2 separate regions of the Bos taurus genome follow, and region 1 is linked to region 2. A link is a contact called in public Hi-C data. All regions are on one chromosome and are shown on one strand. The core of a region is the stretch at or near the end of the contact, and the rest is flanking DNA. Distances in the headings are between cores, read along the strand shown. Region 1 has its middle 26 kb from the start of OAZ2. Region 2 holds the start of PIF1 (PIF1 5'-to-3' DNA helicase).

Region 1 (3,036 bases), core at 251-2,750, 70 kb before region 2:
TGCCCTGTTTCTCAGGGATATCTGTGTTTTGCCAGGGAGCTCCTGGAGATCACAAAGCCTGGATTCCGGACCTCTGCAAATGAGGCAACGCAGGCGTGATGGGCGGAACAGAGGGAAGGGATGAGGGTGAGAGCCTGAGCTCCCCCACATTTACCTGCACGGACTCCCCTGGAAGCTCAGTGTCAGGGCTTGGGAACCTGCTCACCTGTGAAGGCTCCAAGAGAAACAACATCCTTAAAAACACTGGCCAGGTAGCAGCACCCAATTACCGAGTTGGGGTGACGAGCCTTGCCCCCAGCCCAGGAAATACAGAGCTGGCTTCGGGCCAGGGTCTCAACAAGCATCCACTTGCCGCCAGCCTCGTCCATGTGAAGCAGTATGGAAGGCATTGCGCTTATGAAGGCGGCCTCCTCTGCCATGGGGGAGATTTCAGTGCTGATGGGAAGGGACCTCTGAGTAAAATAGGCCTGGTTATTCCAAGGCCTAAAATCCTTCCAGAAAGGAAAGAAGTATTTCAAGTAACTAGATGAGCTGGAAAGGAAGAAGGTGCTTTCTAAATGGGGAGTCAGGACCTGGCCACTGCTGACCTCAGCTTACTGTGTCCTTGTCTGGAAGCCCTGACTGACACCTCCACCCTAGGTCCAAACGCCGACTGTCCACTGAGGCCTCTCTGCAAAGGCCTCACCCTGAAAAAGGCCCCCATCCAGCTGGAGAGCCCCTCCTGGGATGGCCTCAGGGCCTCCCTCCCCCTCCTGTCAGACGCAGGCCCTGCTCAGTAAAGCGTGAAGGAGGCCCCCCAGGGAAGCCACAGGAACAGGGGCCTTTAAATTATGAAGAGCTTTCTTAGCCCCTCTCAGAAAGGCCCAGGTGCCCAGCTAAATAATTCACTACCTCAGGAAGACCCGGTGGCTCCTGCCACAGCTGAAGTAGGTCAGGCATCGGTCTGGCCCCGGGTGGGGGCTGTGGGCCTCTGTGCTGCTTCCCCAACCAGCACTACGAGGGGTGCCAGGCTGGGAAGGCCTTGCTTGCTTCACAAGTGCGGAGCCGGTCCAAACACTGCAGAGGGGTCCAGGTAAGAGGAGCGTCAAGCCCCCTCCTCTTGCTGGTGTGAACACAGCCACCAACCCCCTCTCCTCCCAGAGCCTCCCTCCGGAGCCCAGACAACCCACTCATCCAGCACCCAGCTTCTTAGAGGGCCAGGGCCTGGCCAGGCTCCACATCCCTCACAGCACCTGGGGGGCAGCCTCCCTTCACATGCAGGTACCAGCTAGGCCTGCACATGTCACCCGAGAGCCTTTCACAGCAGACAGACTCATCAGCAGGACACCTTAGATACAGGCAGCTCAGTGCAGGCCTGGGATTCAGGAGAGCAGGTGAGGCAGGAATGGAGAGGGACACCAGGGGCACCGTGGTGACCAGGTGAGGAGCTGACCAGGGCCAGCCACAGCCACTACAGCTTCGCTTGAGCAAGGCTGGAAGGAAGCCCAACAGGAGCGGGGCTCTGGGGCCTCCTCTCCTGCCCTCCCCTTCCAGGCTCAGCCTTGAGTCAGGCTGGGAAGGGTGCGGGGGTGGAAGAAAGGGCCAGGAGATGAGGGCAGAGGACGGAGACGTTAAAGACAAACAGCCATCAGCTCAGTGCTCCCACCCTCCAGAAGGAAAGAACTTCAAACCACCATTTCACAGATGAGGAAACTGAGGCCCCGAACTGCAAAAGGGAAGGATCAGGGTTGGCTGCTGGCATCCTGACAGGATCCAGTGCAGCCTGGGGTCTAAGCACCTCACCCTTTCCCTGACCTCTGTACCCACACCCAGCAAGAACCCGGCTCAGGAATGGAGCTGCAGCTGGGAGCCTGCAGGGTGGGTGGGCTTAACCCTTCCAGGCCCAACTCCCCGGTTCTCTGCTTCTCTAGCACAGGGACATGACACACACCAAGGACACTCCCGCAGGAGCCCAACCTCTGAAACCACAGTCCTCTACCCAAGGGCTGAAAAGGCCATGGAGTTAGGCCAGCCCGAAGACACCATCGGAAACAACGAAGGTCCCATCTGGGTGCTTAAACTGGGTGCAGGGAGTCTCCGCCCCCATCCTCAGACAAGAAAGTAAAGAATGAATTAAACACAGGCTGGGCTGATAGACAGGCCCCTGCTGCATGACCCCTGGTGGGTCACTTCCTCGGCAGACTCAACTCACACACAAGAGGGCAGGAGGGAGAGGCCGCGTGAACCCAGGCCCAGGCCTGCCTTGCCTCCTCCCCCCGAGTCCCCAGCACCTGTCCTCTGGCTGTGCCCAGCGATGGCTGTCTACAACCCAAGGAAGCACAGGTCGGAGAGCAGTTACTTTGGATGATTTCTTTTTATTTTGCGTTTCATATATTATCCAGTTTCACATTCTCACAGGATCAGCAATTACAACAGCCACCTCGTCTCCCAAGTCTGAAAACGGCAAGACGGCCACGGCCGCGGCCAAAGGCGAAGCACTAATGTGCTCACGAAACAAAAATTGCACAACTTTTCCTTCATTTTTCTTAAACTAATGGCTGACGCTAAGGCTCACTGCTGGAGAACGGAAACCCTTTTCTTCTTCATGCCTCAAACGAAAACGTTAAACTTATCTGACAAGGCGGACAAGGTCTCTTCAATAATTAATTGCACACACACACGAAAAAATCCTTTATGTTGCATAAATATTTTGTTACACAGGGTACAAAAATACTTTCACTTTTTTGGTTGGTTTCAAAGTTTGGAAAGAATGAGGAGCCATGGCAGGGGTGGGGTGCGCCGGGGAGAGGTAAGCGAAACGGGTAGAGAAAGGATTTTCTTAATGGTTGTTGGCCCATCTGAGGAGGAGGAAACAGAGGACCCTGATTTGAAATGACCAGGAAAATGCTCTGTCTTGGCTGGGTGGTCCTTCCTGTTCAGCCTGGAAGTGAGTGGGGTGGTGGTGGTGGTGGTGGTGGGGTGCCAGCCGCGGGGCGGAACTGGCTGCGGGGCTTGGTCCTCACTGAAGCCGGGTGGGTGCAGGGCAGGGGTGTGGGG
Region 2 (2,846 bases), core at 280-2,779:
TCTGGCCTTTCAGGACAGCCCTCAGGACAGCAGCCTGTTCCTTGGAAAGCTCTGGTTTGGTGGGGGGCAATCTCAGCCTCTTCACAGGCAGGGGCCACCTTGTGACTTCCTGGGGGGAGAGGGCTGTCTCAGGACCTCCCCACATCTCCTCGGCATCACCCCCTCCCTTCTTGGTCTGGTAGGTAGCCCTTTGTGTCTCTGCTGGCTTCTCTCCTTGGAGCCCTTGGGCAGCCTTGGCTCAACTGGAGATCTTGGCTCAACTGGAGAGTCCAGGTCTCTCCCTGAGGAAGGGATCAAAGCTGGATCTCCACTGACTCTGGGTATCACCCCTAAAGTCCCCTGTCTGCAGGTCTAGATTCTCCTCAGCATCCTCTCCTGGGTTCCCTAACTCTCCTGGTCCTCCAACCCATCCTTTGTTCTCGCAACTTTTCCTGTCACAATCTGTCTCTTTGACCTAAAATCTCCTAAGCCAAACCCTGCTGAGCCAGGGCCCCTTTTTGCCCCATCTCCATCTTCTCTCCAGCTTAGTCTCAAACCCCTGTGGTTTGTGATCCATCTTTTCCAGTTTGTGAACACTGTCACATCCACCAGACTTTGTCCCCCAACACCTCCCCCGCATCTGATTGGACCTGTGGGCTGCCCCTAACACAGCTGATCACTTTATTCTCTCCAAAACCTCCTCTCCTCCTCAAGGAGGACCTCATTCCTACATTTCTGAAGCACCTTCTCTGCTTTCTCTTTTAACGTGACCTAAGCGCATTTTCCCTATTCTCAATCTCAAGGATTGCACTATGAGAAACACAAGCACAATTCCCTTATTTCCGTTAGTCTCAGAAGCCTGATGAATATCTCCTCTGAAGTAATCAGCAGCCATCTCAAATACCACCACCATCTTCCCCCTAAACTTGGGCTTCCTCAGTCTCTTCCATCTCCCACTCCCCAAGGCGACCCCCGTTCTCCGATGTCCTCACGGTGCGGGGCTTGGCTCCCGCCCGAGGTTCCGTGGGCCGCTTCACCGGCGTGGTATCCGTGACCCGGGTGGCCGCCGCACGCCGCAACTCCTCGGGCTGCACGGGGCTGATGCTGATGAAGTCGCGGGGCCGCGGGCCAAGCAGCTGCGTGCGGGCGGAGGCCGGCCCGGGACCCGGGGCCGCCGCCAGCTTGAGGCGCAGCGTGTGCAGGAAGCGGCGCAGGCGGTCCGGGGGGCAATCGGAGAGCAGCAGCTGGACGGCGCTGGCCCGGGGAGTGCTGTCGGCGGGGAACCGCAGAGTGCTGCGCCCGGCTGCAGCGAAGCGGGTGAAGAGGCGCGCGGCGCGCACGGGGAAGCAGCGTGGCCGCCCAGCGGGCCCGGGCGCCTGCAGCCTCAGCATCAACTCGCGGCGCTCGTTACGACCCAGGCTTAGCTCCGCGGTGCGTAGGGACTGGCGCCTTCGCGGCTGCCCACCGGGGCTCAGCTCCTCCACGGCCACACGGCACCGCAGTTCTCCGTCCTCGCATTCTGCGGCCGCTGCCTGGGTGCCCGAAAGCATCGCCGCCGCCTCTGCAGGTCTGCAAAAAGACCGGAGCACAGGCGTCACAGGGACTCAGGGGACATCATAGGTGGTACAGAAGTCTGGACAGGGAGCCCAGTCAAAGCCACAAAGGGTCCCAGGGCTGTCACTGGTAACACAAAGAGGTCACGGAGACTGTAAAAGCACCCTGGGGGCAAACAGGAAATTCTCCTAGACATTTCTCTCCCACACAATAATTTCCAGAGCTGCGGATGGGCAACGTCAAGCGCACCAAGGATTGGGAACCTCTGCTGTCCGACAAGAGCCACAGAAGAAGGGAGCCCCTGAACAGAAAAGAAGCTTGCTTCTAAGAGACCCAGGGCGGGCACGGGAATCTTGAGTCCTCTCTGCAAGGAAGGAGGAGACTCACTTGTGGAGGTAAGCAGGACTGAGATGTATGTTATCAGCGCCTTCCCTCTCCCAGCTACGTTCACTGGTTTATATGCAGCCAAGCTAGTGTCACTATTTCCCATGTACAGAAGTGGAAAACAGGCTGAAAGAGACCACAACGGCTGGTAGGAGTCAGGGATCGTGGGATTCGGAAGCTCTGGTGCTTCCCATCTCTAAGGTGGGGTGGAAGTGAAATTATTTGGCTACGGAAATAGCGGAGGGACCCTGGCTTCCGGGAACCAGTCCACGTGCCGTCTGATTCATTCGTATGCACCCTCCTGGCAGGGACCCCTTGAAGAAGAACATTCTGCCTCCCACGTCTGGGATCAGGTGGACACTCACTCGTGCCAGCACTCGGACGAACCAGTTGAGACAAGTCGGCCTGCAGGCAGTAGTAGCACACTGGAAACTTTCAAATTCTGGGAGTAGAGAATCATCCTATCACCTGCAGGAGCTTTAAATTTTCTAGCCAATCAGAGAAAGCGGACGTGACAAGGGGCGTGTCTTTCTGTGCCTTTCTACCCTCAGAGCTTGGGCTGTACCAATAGCACGCCAGAGGAAGGAGGCTTATTGTGGTGGCGGAGCATACCAAGTCGCGCGGACGAGTGGATGTAGTGGGAGGGGACGGAGACTGCAGCTGGGCCGCGCGTGGATTAGTGTCACCAATCGCGTCTCTGAAGATTTATTTTCAAGACCTTGCCTCCAACACAGACTTCCTCCCCTCTAGCCCTCACACAGCGGCTGAACTTGGCCTTGGGTAAGAGCTGCCTCCCATCTCTGTTTACACTCACGGGACCTTTGTCCATTTCTGGGCAGACCGCCCCCCAGCCCTTGCCCCCTGACCGAGACCTGCTGCTCCCGCTGCCCCCACCCCCAGTTCCTTCCACGCTTATCGGTCTTTGTGTC

Evidence for each region. Hi-C and Micro-C count contacts between places; a contact is called where the count stands out from the background.
Region 1: a Hi-C map of an unstated tissue shows a contact between it and region 2, with 2.7 times the contacts expected there. The contact joins the enhancer-like site here to the promoter of PIF1 in region 2. A contact is called at or near these places in 4 of 11 Hi-C or Micro-C datasets (blastocyst, liver, skeletal muscle and 1 more).

What each region holds. Positions count from the first base shown.
Region 1 is chr10:45,338,690-45,341,725 of ARS-UCD2.0, reverse strand. No RefSeq gene overlaps it. Among named protein-coding and RNA genes, the nearest start is that of OAZ2, 26 kb to the left of the region's middle. Within about 2 kb of position 1,500, at least 20 of the 102 cell types and tissues checked have an H3K27ac peak or open chromatin away from gene starts, as enhancers often do.
Region 2 is chr10:45,269,036-45,271,881 of ARS-UCD2.0, reverse strand. It overlaps PIF1 (PIF1 5'-to-3' DNA helicase), which reads right to left and starts at 1,529. Exons shown (of 12, transcript NM_001206052.1): 1 at 972-1,529; 2 at 1-109. The coding sequence starts at 1,529. It overlaps LOC132346299 (a long non-coding RNA gene), which reads left to right and starts at 1,537. Exons shown (of 2, transcript XR_009496089.1): 1 at 1,537-1,928; 2 at 2,226-2,846.